Regions from separate parts of the Ovis aries genome. Here region 1 is linked to region 2. Evidence: chromatin contacts called from public Hi-C data. All regions are on one chromosome and are shown on one strand. Each heading gives the region's core, a stretch centred on a gene start, on an enhancer-like site or on the middle of the called end of the contact. The rest is flanking DNA. Distances are from core to core; before and after follow the strand shown.

Region 1 (6,566 bases), core at 294-2,793, 43 kb before region 2:
TCCCCTGAACGTGGGGGCCGCGGCTCGGCTGGGGGGAAGGGGTGCTCGCCAGTTTCCCCGAAAGCAGCAAAATGCCTCCCCGTCCCACCCCAGTCCTCCGCGGTGGCCCCAGGCTGCGCTTCCCCCCGGGCACGCGGCGACGGCCGAGAGAGAAACACCCAGGCAGCAAACAGAACAGCTCCCCGGCGGACCCGTGGGTAAATACAGCAGCTGGGGTCGGGAGGAAAGTTCCAGTGGAGAGCTGCCCGCAGGGGAGGGGGTGGCGGCGGGAGGGAAGCGCCTCCCTCTCCGCCGCCTCCCTCACCTGCGCCGGAACAACGGGCCCCGCGCCCGCCCACCCGGCCGGCCCGGCGCCTCCCGCAGGCCGCGCCTCCCGCACGCCGTGCTGCCGGGGCTTGTTCCTCCTCATGGCTTTGCCCTGACGTAATTCAAACATGGCAACAGTTCGACTTCAAAGGCGGATCCACAGACCTCCCAGACGCAGGCTCCGGCCCCGGCGAGCGGGCCGAGCCCTCGCGGCCGCTCTCTCCCGGGCCCTCGGCCGTCGCGGCACCCAGCGCCCCGGCTCCAGCGCCAAGCCCCGACTGCTGCCCCTCGGCCGCCCGCCGCGAGGAAGCACGCCGCCTCCCCGCCGCGCTCCGGCACCGCACCACGCACAAGTAGCGTCGCCAAAGTTTCCCCGCGAGGGGCCGAGGGACAAAAGCCCCTCCCGAAACTCGCCCGAACTTAGGAGGGCCCGGCCTGCAAGGCGGCCGCCTCCAGGGTCGGCCGGGCCCGCACCGGCACATGCAGCTCTTTGTTTTCTGTCCAGCCGGGCGCTGCCTACGTGCAGCATCAGGGGCGTGGGATTGTTTCCCAGGGGGAGACACTTGACGATCGCCCAGGGGAAGGGTCCGGACCCTGCGCCCCGGGAGTCCGGGGACGGTCCCGCCGTCCTCCCCAAGAAGTAGGCCCATTTAATCAAAGTTTTGCAATGTCCTTGATGAGAAACGCCCGGATCCCCCGCCCCGCACCGGCCGAGAGTTGGCGACTTTCACTCTGCTTTTTAAACTGGCAAGACGCCATCATCAAGCAAGTCACATTGTCCGGCCGGCCAGCCCCGACAGCGCTCGCATCTCCCGGCTAACCGCGAGCCAGACACTCAGTCGGACCCCGGACCAAACCCGGGTCGCAGCCCCAGCACGTGGTCTGTCACGCTCCCCACAAAAAGCAGTGCCCTCCGGAGTTCCCGCACTCCTCAGGCGCAGACAACGCCGCTGCCTCCATCCCGGAGTCAACTCGGCTCCGACTGGCCATCTTAAGCCGCGCGCACCGTCGCCCTAGAGAGCTCCGCGGCGCCCACTTTATACGCTACAGGTGAATAAATTTGCGAACCAAACTTGAGGCTCCACCGACACCCCGGACGCCCGCGCTGTCTGGGCGCGGCCCGGGGAGAGGCGTTTGAGAGCCGGGGCCGCTTCCGAGCGGCCGCGTGTTGCTCATTGTCGCATCCGCATCCCTCCGGAGTTGGGCGGACAACGCCACCCGCGTGCACTATGGCCACGCCGGCACCGACCCGAAAGGCCGATTTAAACCCCCTCCGCCCTCCAGCTCGCAAGTAGGCGGCAACTTAGTTTCCGAGCGACGGGCGTTCATTGTCCACCCTCATGACAACACGCGCGAGGGGCCGCAAGAAACTAAACCACGAGGGCCAACAACGGCGCCCGGCCACTCCCGGGCGCGCGCCCACGCGGCTGCACAGACCCGGGGCCCCTCTGCAAACACCAGCAAGTCCTTTTCTCTGGGGCCTTTAAGCCACCGGGCTCCCTTTCGCCAGCGAACACTGCGGCTGCGAAAAGTCATTGTCACCTTCAACGTGGATCCCTCAACTCCGGCGACTCCTCACCCCTTTCCTGACTCTGTTCACTTCCCCCACCCCAAGACTTTCGCTTTTCCTCAAATAACCTCCCTAATTCAAAAGGGCACACTAAACATGCAGATACAAAAGAATCTGGGGTCTGAAGATCACGAAAACAGCGCTCCCCGAAATGCCATCTCCAAGACAAAACTTCCTGTGTGTATAAATGTGTGCGTGTGTCTGTAGAAGGACTGGGGGAGGTAGTGAGGTGAGGTGAAAAGAGAAAAGAAACCACTCTGAAATCAAAGCCTCGTGAGACAGTTTTGCACCACAGTAATGGTTCGAGTTACTCACCTTCCAAAAGCAGCCGTTCCACGCGCAATAACGTTCCCGAGGGGCGAAGTGCACGCCAAGTCAACCCCCCCTCCAAATCGCTCCCTCCTCCTCAACTGCCTTGTCTAGAAAGATTGTCTCCTGCAGTTCTGCAGTTGCTACCGCTGGCGGGGAAGGTGTAGATTCCGCTTTCCCTCTGCGCACGCGCGACTCCCGGTACAAAATTCTCCTGAATCGAACTTATTTGCATACGGGCGCGCGCGCGTCGAGGGCTGGGAGGGGAAAAGGCCCGGCGGCCGAGCGCGCTCCCGAGGCCTCTATTGTCCTTTTAAGGGGAGAAGTGCCGTGGCGCGGGAAACGCGGCGGCCAGAGGGAAACGGGGGCGGGGGCTGCTTACTATGGCTGACGTCACGTAAACAAACGCCCTCTGCCTTGAGGCAGCGGCCAAGTGGGAGTGGCGGGATGGGAAAGGCGGAGAGGTTAGCAACCCAGGGAGAATACTAGACTGCGTGAAGTGGTTTCCACTCCGAAGCTCTTCAGGCACACCGTTTCGCTTTGGAAAATAGTTTTGAAAGCTGTTTTTGCAAAATTCTCATACCTGTGCCCGGTTTCTGGCCTGAGCGATAGGGGAGGTGGTCTTGCAAGCATCCAGACTGAATTTATATGTTTCCCACATTTGCTAAATTTTGTTTGAAAACAGGTTTTTGAATCTTTTTCCTGTTTTAATCTTCTGGAGCCAGTAGAGGTTCGTCTTTCTTGCAGTTTTAATGAGTCATTTAGTAAAGTCCGATTTTGACACTATCCATTCACTAACTCCTGTCTGCCCTCCTCAAACAGTAACACAACCCATGACAATCCAATTTTTTCTCCACTTCAGCCTTAAGATTTCAAGCCTGAATTGAATGGTTGTTAATTTCCGTGGGAACAGTGTCGCTTTCCTAATAGACTAGTTAATGGGAAGTCAGTAATCTAGCTAGAAATGTACATACCACCTCTAGCTGCTAGTAAAGGTTGTTCCACTCACCCAGAAATAATATTGATTCTACTAACTGATGGTCTTGGGAATTGAAAAAGTAGCCAGTTAAATGCAGACTTTCCCTTGTGGAATATATAATAAACAATCTAAATGCTTCTTGCCTCAAGAGAGGAAAAAACCTGGAAAAGCTGAAGTAAATCTTCTCAGATTGATAAGTGAAAAATGCAGAAAGAATGATTGAGATACATCTCTATTCCCAGAACACATTTAACACCAACAACAAGCTGAGACCCTGACTTAATAATAATAGAGGGACATGGGGAGAGAGCAAGGATGTTTTTCCCAGAAACTTGATATTGGTCCCAGGATACAAAAGTGTGGACATCAACCATAAAACTTAATCATCTGCTGACTAGTTTCACTGCTTTCACTGTAGTGTCAACAATATGGATTTAAATAGCTACTTCTGAAATGCTAATTTAATGTGACAGTCAATTCCTAGTACAAACAAGACAAACCCACTTCTGAAGTCTTCAACTAATGTTTCTTCATTTTCTTTAGGTTCTGCAGCATACTATTTCTGTAACTGTTTGTAAAAACTCTATGCTAAATACCTACAAAGGAGAAAAAAGCTGACACCTGTCACTAAAATGTCAGTTCCCTAAGGGCAAGAATTTTATGTTACATTCTTTTTTGTACCCTAGTGCCTGAAACAGTGCACGGTATGACAGACTGCTTGTAAATAATAAATCAAAGGATGTTTTCAAATTTATTACAGATTTATTTCATATAAAAACAGTTTTAGTTTAAAATTTTTTTATTTTATCTAAAATGATCTTGGAAGTTATGGTGATCACCTCGATTGATATGATGGCTATCCTTAAATCATAATAAGTAAAGCAGAATAAGATTCATAACCATTTCTGGACTTTAATGGAAAATTGGACTCTTAAGCATACACTTCTATTTTCTTCTTTTTAAAGATTTTTAAAATGTGGCCCAGGTTGTCTCGAGTACTTATTTGGTTTATGACAGATAGTCCAAAAGTTATTTTACATTAGTGTATGCTTCTGAAAGTATGGAACTTACAAGTATAGTAATATTTTTCAAACTTCAATTATTGTTTGTAGGATATATCTATATATTTTAATATATATGTTTAATATATATAATGTATATTCATGTAAAAAATATGTACTTCCAATGCCTTTTCTCTTAAAAATTTATGTAAAGAATATATATTGTAAGCCACTGGTTCGTAATAACTTGAAGCAGAGTATGATCTACAAAAATATTGAATTGCTATGTTGTACGCCTGACATTAATATATTGTAAATCAACTATAGCTCAATACAAAAAAAAAGGATATACATTTTAATATAGGGATGAAATAGGTCCAAATGTGCAAGGAATGCAGGAACTACAGTATTTTGGATATTTCGTGCTATGGAACTAATACTATACAGCCAGACTTCCTCTACTCTCAAAGTAGAGGTCAAGAAGCAATCTAGGTAATTTCTGTAGGAAAGGTAGCAACAAAATTGTTAAAGAGAAATTTCAGTTCCTTAGGGTCTTGAAAAAAAACAACTACTATTTTTGAATAAGCTGATGCATTCCAAAGGTTCTTTTGTTCCTTTCATTAGCTTGAACACGTTGTTATAGCTGGCTCTATCCAGGGCCAACTAATAGCTTCATTTACGAGCTACTTTTAAAATAACTATTTCTTAAATAGCCTAAATAAATTTTTCATAAGGAAAGAAGGTAGGACGGAAGAAACTTATATAAGTTTAGATTATATTTGGATTATAGGAGATTGACTTATACCATGTTCGGGAAATATTTGAGTATTTTTAATGACTATAGTGCTATTTTGAACTCATTCTGAGTTATCAAAAATATGGAAATTGAAAATGTAGTAAAAATTGAAATTGAAAATAAGTTACCAGATAAGCCAAATACCTGACTTATGTGTTGTCCCCGTTGTAGGATTATGCCTATTGCCTAAATGTTTTCAATCATTTAGCAAACACTGAATGATCATAACTATGTGCCAGACAGTAAAACCATTTAAGTAGAGAGATTTCTTGCCTCTTCTAATTTATTCCATTTTACTTGCTACTTTCTCTTCTGTAGCATTTGTTGTCTTGTTTTGAGGATTAAAAACAGTTATTATTATTATCAGCAACTTTGCAATTTATTATGATCTTGGAATGGAGGATAAATTCTATATAAATGACTGAAAAAGACAATTCATGCTTGGCAATGAAGGATATCATCAGCAATTTAGTAAGGTTTGTAATGACCACTGAAACTAATGATGATTTTTTAAATGAAAGCTGATACCCTCATCAGAGGCTGGTATGAACCACATCAAAACATTTTTGTTGAGCCCAGGAAAGAGATGATTATTATTAACCGTTGGGTTTGGATCCTTAACAGGTAATAGCTATAAAACTAAACCTTTTCCTCACACCTAAACAAGCACAGTATTTTGTTACTCATTTGTTTAAGTCCGTTTGAAGTTCAACTAGCCAGTGGACAGAGCAAGTCAGATAATTTTAAACAGTAAGTATAGAATTGGTTGTGTAATCTAACCAGTCCACCAGCAACTAACTGTTCACAGCTGCCAGAAAATGTATCTATTACTTAATCAAAATTAACTTTTCAAATTTCTGAACTTAGACTTAAAGAACTGTCATAAATTTATTCTTAGAAAGAGCAACCTCTGAATTTATAGAAATTTTAAATATTATGATATTAGCATACTTAAAATTTTTTTTAATAATAATAATAATAATAATTAGGCTTCCCTGAGAGCTCAGTTGGTAAAGAATCTGCCTGCAATGCAGGAGACCCTCCTTCAATTCCTGGGTTGGGAAGATCTGCTGGAAAAGGGATAGGCTACCCACTCCAATATTCATGGGTTTCCCTTGTGGCTCAGCTGGTAAAGAATCTGCCTGCAATGCGGAAGACCTGGGTTCAATCCCTGGGTTAGGAAGATCCCCTGGATAAGGGAACGGGTAACCACTCCAGTGTTTTGGCCTGGAGAATCCCATGAGTTGGACAGGACTGAGTGACTTTAACTTTCAAAAAATAAGAATTTTTAAATTTAAAATAAAATTACTGGTAACAAAAGTAATTTTATTTCAAGAAGGACATTGACAAACTGGAATGAGTTCACGGAGAGGAAATCAGGATGATGAAAGAGTCCAAAAACCACAGCATAAAAGCAATAATTGAAGGAGGGGCTATGTTTTGATTGAGCAAGAGAGCAATCTTTGACTACCTGAAAGGACCATCATTAGAAGAGCAAATGGGCTTAGTCTTTTATGCTTAGGAGCCAAATTCATCTTGAAAAGCCCAAGAATGTCTTGCTAAATATAAGAAATATTTCTAAACATTTGAATAGTCCAAGGATGG
Region 2 (6,691 bases), core at 2,697-5,196:
TTTGGAGGCAGAGATCAGGACAAATCTTAATTCTATTACTAAGGCTAAGTTCTGATCATGATAGGTGGAAACTGGAACTCAGAAGGACCCTGAAGTTGGTGTGAAGGAAGGGCAGGGGTCCAGAGGAGGTACTGGTTATCTATTTCTCTGTAATAAATTAACAAAAGCAGAGTTGCTTCACCAACAAACGTTTATTATGTTTATTATCTCAGTTTCTTGGGGTCAGGAATCCAGGTGTGGCTTAGCCAGGTGCCCCCAGGCTTAAGGCCTATCATTTATTATCTCAGTTTCTTGGGGTCAGGAATCCAGGTGTGGCTTAGCCAGGTGCCCCCAGGCTGAAGGCCTTTTATGGGGAGGTGGGGCACTACTGCCATTGGCCAAGGCCATCCTCTCAGCTGAAGGCTCAACTGGTGGAGAATCCAGTTCTGAGCTCACTCTTGCAGTTACTGACAGGAGTCAGTTCCAGTCCAGTTGGCTGGAGCCCTCCCCTGCGTCACAGGGCATTTCAACAGGGCAACTAGCTTCCTACAGAGCAGGTAAGGTGGGGGAGGGTGCCTGAAAGGAGCAGCCTGTTACTTTGGCCATCTTCTCTTCTCCAGAATCACATCAGGAAGTCCAGCTCACACTCAAAGGTGTGAATAGCAGGAGGCCATCTCAAAGGCTGTCAGTGTCTAGGCTGGGACCTGAACAGTGAAGAGAAATTGACTAGAAGGGGGGGTGGGGGGTGGGGGGTGAGTGGCCAGTAGGGGGTGCTGCAGCTGTAACTCAGTGTGGCTGTGGGGAAAGTGCCTTCCATGGGAGGAGAGGTGTGGTAGAGAGACCAGCAGGGCCCAGAGGGTGTGTAACCTTTTAACCCAGGTTTGTGAAGGTGAACTTTATCCTGGGAGGATGGAAAACTTAAAGCTGGGGACTAAAACTGATTACACTGTGGGGAGAATGAGGCAGGCCATTGGGGAATTTTGATCTAAGGAGTGACTGAAGGGACAAAATGGAGTCTAGAGATTCGAAGGAGCTGGAATTTGTGAGGCTGAGAGACTGACTGTCGCCACCTGGTAGGATGCAAGTTCAGCAGAGTCTCTGGTATCCCCAGGTTTCTCCTTGAAAAACTTGGGAGAGCCTTTCTCTGAGATATGAAACCATGGGACAAACATGGTGAGGAGCTCAATATTTGAAAAACAGGGAGTGTGAGGTGCTTTGTGAGAGTAGGTGCTCTCTAGGCAGCTGACGTGGGCATCTGGAGGGCTTCCCACAGAAAGAGTGAGAGATGCAGATTAGAGAACAGTAAGCACCCAAATGCTGATCAATGATCCATCGTGGGAGTGGATAATATGCCCACTAGAGTTTCCAGGATACCTTAAGCAGCAACAGTGCTTCAAAAGACAGTACAAGAAGAGAGGCCAGTGAACAACAGAAAGTCCCAAATATGCTGCCAGGAAGGAAAACCAGGAGTCATAGGAACCAGAGAGAACACAGGGCAGTTTAAGTGTCAAGCAAGGACTGCAGAGCCTGGAGAGCTGAAGCCTGGGCCAAGTGGGGAGAGAGGTGAAAAGGAATGTTCTCCAAAAATGCAAATTGATTTAATATTTTAGAAGTTAAAGCTGCCATTTCAAAATCCTATTTTAAAAGACAAACAGAATAGATAAACATTTAGGCATCAGTTCCCTAAAAGATCACCAAGGAGGCTTAAAAAAAAACAAAAACCAGTTCCAGGGGATGTCCCAACCCTATAAAATTAGTCTCTCAAAAACGAGGCAGGGGCAACTGTAATTTTTTTTCTAAAAGTAGCGAAGTGATTTTGAAGTGTGACAAGATTTTGAAATCACTCATTTAAACCTCTAAGAACTGCTGGTTCATATTTGGCCTAAGCTCTTTCAGAATTAAAGTGACAGAAAAATTCGTAGATTGCTGAACTGTGAGAAGCTGATTGTTAAATTTAAGACTTTAATAGGAAATTTAAAGCAATCAAGAAAATAAACTCCCCCACAAAGCTAATTAAAAAAAAAACAACCCCATCAACTATAAAACACATCTTGTATGTTTATTATCAAGAAAAATGCTAATGATGGCAATTAAGACTACAAATTTAGTTGCGAGTAAATGAGAGCTAGTTTAGTAAATAAAACTGCCTGTAAACATTTGTAAAATAGTTCTCCTCCTCCGTATGGTTTGAAAAAGAACCTGATGGACCTCTAAAGAGCTGGGGCTGGTTCCTGGCTCTAGCAGGGTGGGAAGTCCTCACTGTTTAATAAACCAAGAAAAGCTCCCCGGCTCCTGGTTGCCTCTTCTCTGGGAAAACCACAAGCTCCCTTCTCAGCACTCTGAGAGCAGCCTGGGCTGCATGGCTCCCTCCACTTCCTTACCGCTTTCCTTTGTCCCTGGAGATTTAACTGTGAGCCTCCAAAGTGCTTTAAAAGCCCCTTCCAGGTCCTTCGGGGACCACTGTCCTCATAAGTTCCACAACCAAAGAGCAGCCTTTCACATACAAAGTCTCTAGACCCCACCTTGGGCCCCTCCAGACTGGCAACAGACCCCCAAGGACTTACCTCTCATCTTCTGGAAACGTTTCACAGTTCACCACTCACCCCTCCCCTTTCTCCAGGACTTTAACTTAAAATAGTTTCCCCACTTCTACCTTCTCTTGCTGTCCTTAAAGACACATATATTGGTTTTTCATTAGTTTTAAAATATTAACTCATCAGGAAATGAAAGTAGCAGAGGGAAAGGCATAAATCAGAGCTCCCCTCCCTGGCCCAGGGGGAGCCTCTCTAGGAAGGCTCAGATGTTTACATCTTCAGGTCAAATTGCTCCAAACAATGGTTGCCCTTAGGTTTCCCCTCTCGGGGCAGAAGGTGCCTAATTTCACTGGTCGTCTACCGCACACCAGCTCGCTGGGAAGCTGACTCATTCTTGCACGGCTGGAGGGATTCTGAATCTAGAGCCTTAAATGTGTGCATACCCTTCACAGTAATCCCACATCGAGGAAAATATCCTAAGGAAATAATCAAGAGATGCAGCCAAGGATTTATGAACAAAGAATATTCAGGGCAAAGCCATAACTGAGAAAAATTGGAAAAGACAGACGTACGTGCCTCCCAGGTGGGGCTTGGCTCCACAAACCCTCCAGCACCTCGATGGTGGATGGGGCGCGCCCAGCCACGTGGTCATTCAGATGGCAAACGTTTACTAGGTACTCTGCATTAGGCACTTGGCTGGGTAAATAAAACAGGTTAGGTTCCCCCCCTCCCCGCCCGAAGATGCACTCGACTAAAATTCATGAGCTAAAACAATTCTAAAATTATTTACACTGTGTTTTTTGGGGGGAAGCCGATTACATACTGTATCACCCCCGACTCTTTCAACCCCTGCCATAAGCAGTTACCAAATCCGAGTATTTTTTCCTTCAGTGGCTTTCCCTAACCGACCTCTTCATTCCTTTTCAAAAGCAGATCCTAAGGCTCTGAGGTAACCTGATAACAGCGGAAAGAACACCCACATGGAAGTCTTCCGATTGGTTTCTAATTTCAGGAAGTTGCCGACTTTGGGCAAATCACGTCACCTCTGGGACTGTTTCTTTCTTTTTAAACTTGTATTTTGTATTGGGGTATAACCTGGTTAACAAAGTGCTGTGATAGTTTCAGGTGAACAGCGAAGGAATTCAGCCTGACATATACATGTATCCATTCTCCCCTCCGGGATTGTTTCTAATCAAAATAAAAGGCTGGCCTTCATCTTTCTCGGAGTCCAGTAATTTTTTACTCTGACAGAACCATCCGTAGATGAGGAAGTCTCAGCCCTTGGCTAAAAGGAGGGGGAGGCAGGGAACCCCTCGAAGATCTGCGCACTTCTGTCTAGGGAGTTCCAGAACACCGACGAGGTAAGGGGCCGCCTCCGTGGAAGCGGGGCGAAAGTCTAGAAGTGGGCGGGCCTGTGTCGGGGGAGGCCGGGAGGTTGCGCAGGCCCCGCCCAGGCCCCGCCCAGGCCAGCGCTGTGCGCGCCGCTCTCCTGCCTCAGAGCCGACTCCAGGCCCACGAGGTGGGTAAGCAGGCAACGTCCTTCCTTCCAGTTGTTATTTAATATTAATAAAGAACAGCTCATAACTATTGGGTGCTTCCAGGTGCAAAACAGTGTGTCGGTGGTTTAGTTACCTCACAACCAAAGTACGAGGTTCATTCTGCTAATTCCCATTCTTAGGGCAAAACGGAGGCTTAGGAAGTTTACAAGATTGATAGAAGTTACGCGGGTAGTCGTAGGGTCCAGGGCTCTTCACTTGCATACTGCCCAGTCTGCCTCTTTTCCCGAGAGGGCAGTAAGACAGTCTTCGTTTTACCCCTCTTTACTGCTTGAGAAGACTGGAACTCGGGTCATTACGTTGGTGAGAATTTGTTGACTACCAACCGGGAGACTGGGTGGCCGAAGTTTAGGAAGTTTACGGCTCATCTTGGAATCTGTTGAAGCCCCCTGCTTTCACTAAGAACCCCCTTCCTCCCGGCCCCTCGTCCCCCACAGCCTTTCCCTGTCCGGTTAGGGTGAAGGGTCAGCTCTGAAAGGACAGTCAGGAAGGAATAATCCTCATCTCTTCCAAAGGAGAAAGAAATTTGCCCCCACAGCCTTTCCCTGTCCGGTTAGGGTGAAGGGTCAGCTCTGAAAGGACAGTCAGGAAGGAATAATCCTCATCTCTTCCAAAGGAGAAAGAAATTTGCAACCCAGAGGAGCTCTGCTCTCGCTCAGTTTGTGCTCTGACCCTTAAGATCTGCTCTGAGAAATTTCCTGTGACGTGTTACGGTTTGTTGCTACTAAGCAGTATGGAGTTTTGACATTAAGGTCTACATAATTCAGGAATCTAGATTCTATGAGCTCCTTGAAATTGTACTGAAAAGTAGCTTATGCATAGGTGTTTTTTTTCTAGGGGGAGTATTTATAGCTCTCCTTGGATTCTCAGAGGGGCTTACAGCTGCCCAAAGGTTAAGAACTCCAAGTGACATGTGGGTGCTGCTAAAGGGGAACAGTGATGCAAATCCTGCAGGAGTGGACAGAGAGAAAGGAGCATGGAGGAGAGGGGTATTCAGGTAAGACTTCCCAGAGGCAGGATTCTGGTATTGGGGATGGGGGAGCTGACATTTCTTGCACTCTTACTGTGTGCCAGGCATTGTTCTAGACCAAAATTTACAAGGATTAGTTCATTCATATAACAACCTTATGAGGTAAATAAGATTATTGTTCTGGCTTTGTAGATTAATTCATTTAATAAATATTTATTGAGCGCTGTGTGTCAGGCACTGTTCCCAGAGCTACGGCAATTAACAAAACAGTCAAAAATGCTTCCTTTGTGGAGCTTGCATTCCTGTGGGGAGACAGATGAGGAAACCAGTTTCCCAGAGAGTTAAGTGATAAACAAGGGTCTTCAGCTAGTAAGCAGCAGAGATTTGAACTGAGGCAGTATGGCACCAGAAGCTGTACCACTTTATTTATTTTAAAGGAATGGTTAATAATTTCAAACAATTGAAAGCTTAAAATTTCTGTGCAACAGAAAATCCCCAAACCTAAAAGGAAAGTGAGAAAATTCTGACATCATATAGAGCAAAGAATAGCTCCAAAATGTTTTTAAACTATAAGTCAAAGCCGCACATTAAAAATGAACGGGAAAAGGTTACTAAAATAACTCAGAAGAGGAAATACACAATCAATAATGTTGAACACTGGCTTCCTGAATTATCATCAAAACTTTCTGTTTATTGCTTGCACAGTAAGGAAGAGCTTTACCTTGGCAGAGTCTTAGTAACCTGTCAGAGGGCAAAGGGTTGAGACTGGATATTTACTGAAGTTTTGGAGATTGGTCTAAGGCAGAACTTTCCATGGGGAAAGGGGCTTGGTTAAGTTTGGGTAGGATCATGATACAGTAATTTGGGATTAATGGACAGTCCTGCAAGGGTTTTAAGGAAAGAAGATTAAAGAGTCACTACAGCATGCAAAGAGTCGGACACGACTGAGCGACTGAACTGACTGACACATGCCAGAGACATTGCTTTGTCAACAAAGATCTCTCTAGTCAAGGCTATGGTTTTCCAGTAGTCATGTATGGATGTGAGAGTTGGACTACAAAGAAAGCTGAGCGCCGAAGAATTGATGCTTTTGAACTGTGGTGTTGGAGAAGACTCTTGAGAGTCCCTTGGATTGCAAGGAGATCCAACCAGTCCATCCTAAAGGAGATCAGTCCTGGATGTTGATTGGAAGAACTAATGTTGAAGCTGAAACTCCAAAAGTTTGGGCACATGATGCGAAGAGCTGACTCATTTGAAAAGACCCTGATGCTGGGAAAGATTGAGGGCACGAGGAGAAGCAGACGACAGAGGATGAGATGATTGGATGGCATCACTGACTCAATGGACATGGGTTTGGGTGGACTCCGGGAGCTGGTGACGGACAGGGAGGCCTGGCGTGCTGTGGTTCATGGGTTTGCAAAGAGTCAGACACGACTGAGCAACTGAACTGAAATGACAACATGCCAAGTAGAAACTTAGAAGCAAAAATGCAGGTTGTCTTTTTTGAAAGAATGTATAACTGTGACTGCAATTGTATGCCTGCAATTCTTTATGCTAGTGCTTGTTGGGTTTGTCTAGATTTACCTGACCTCTTCTAGCCTTTGGCATCAATGCCTTCAGTGCTTGTGGATAAACAAGTGATGAAACTAAGA

The links. Hi-C and Micro-C count contacts between places; a contact is called where the count stands out from the background.
Region 1: a contact with region 2 is called in a Hi-C map of tail adipose tissue, with 1.7 times the contacts expected there. The contact joins the promoter of SINHCAF here to the enhancer-like site in region 2. A contact is called at or near these places in 4 of 16 Hi-C or Micro-C datasets (blood, liver, muscle and 1 more).

What each region holds. Positions count from the first base shown.
Region 1 is chr3:184,175,584-184,182,149 of ARS-UI_Ramb_v3.0, reverse strand. SINHCAF (SIN3-HDAC complex associated factor) reads right to left here and starts at 1,543. Exons shown (of 6, transcript XM_060413238.1): 1 at 1,375-1,543.
Region 2 is chr3:184,135,241-184,141,931 of ARS-UI_Ramb_v3.0, reverse strand. LOC114114038 (a long non-coding RNA gene) reads left to right here and starts at 422. Exons shown (of 2, transcript XR_003588883.3): 1 at 422-536; 2 at 3,444-6,691. Within about 2 kb of position 3,946, at least 41 of the 54 cell types and tissues checked have an H3K27ac peak or open chromatin away from gene starts, as enhancers often do. A contact at or near this core is called in liver, muscle and tail adipose tissue, where this site is marked.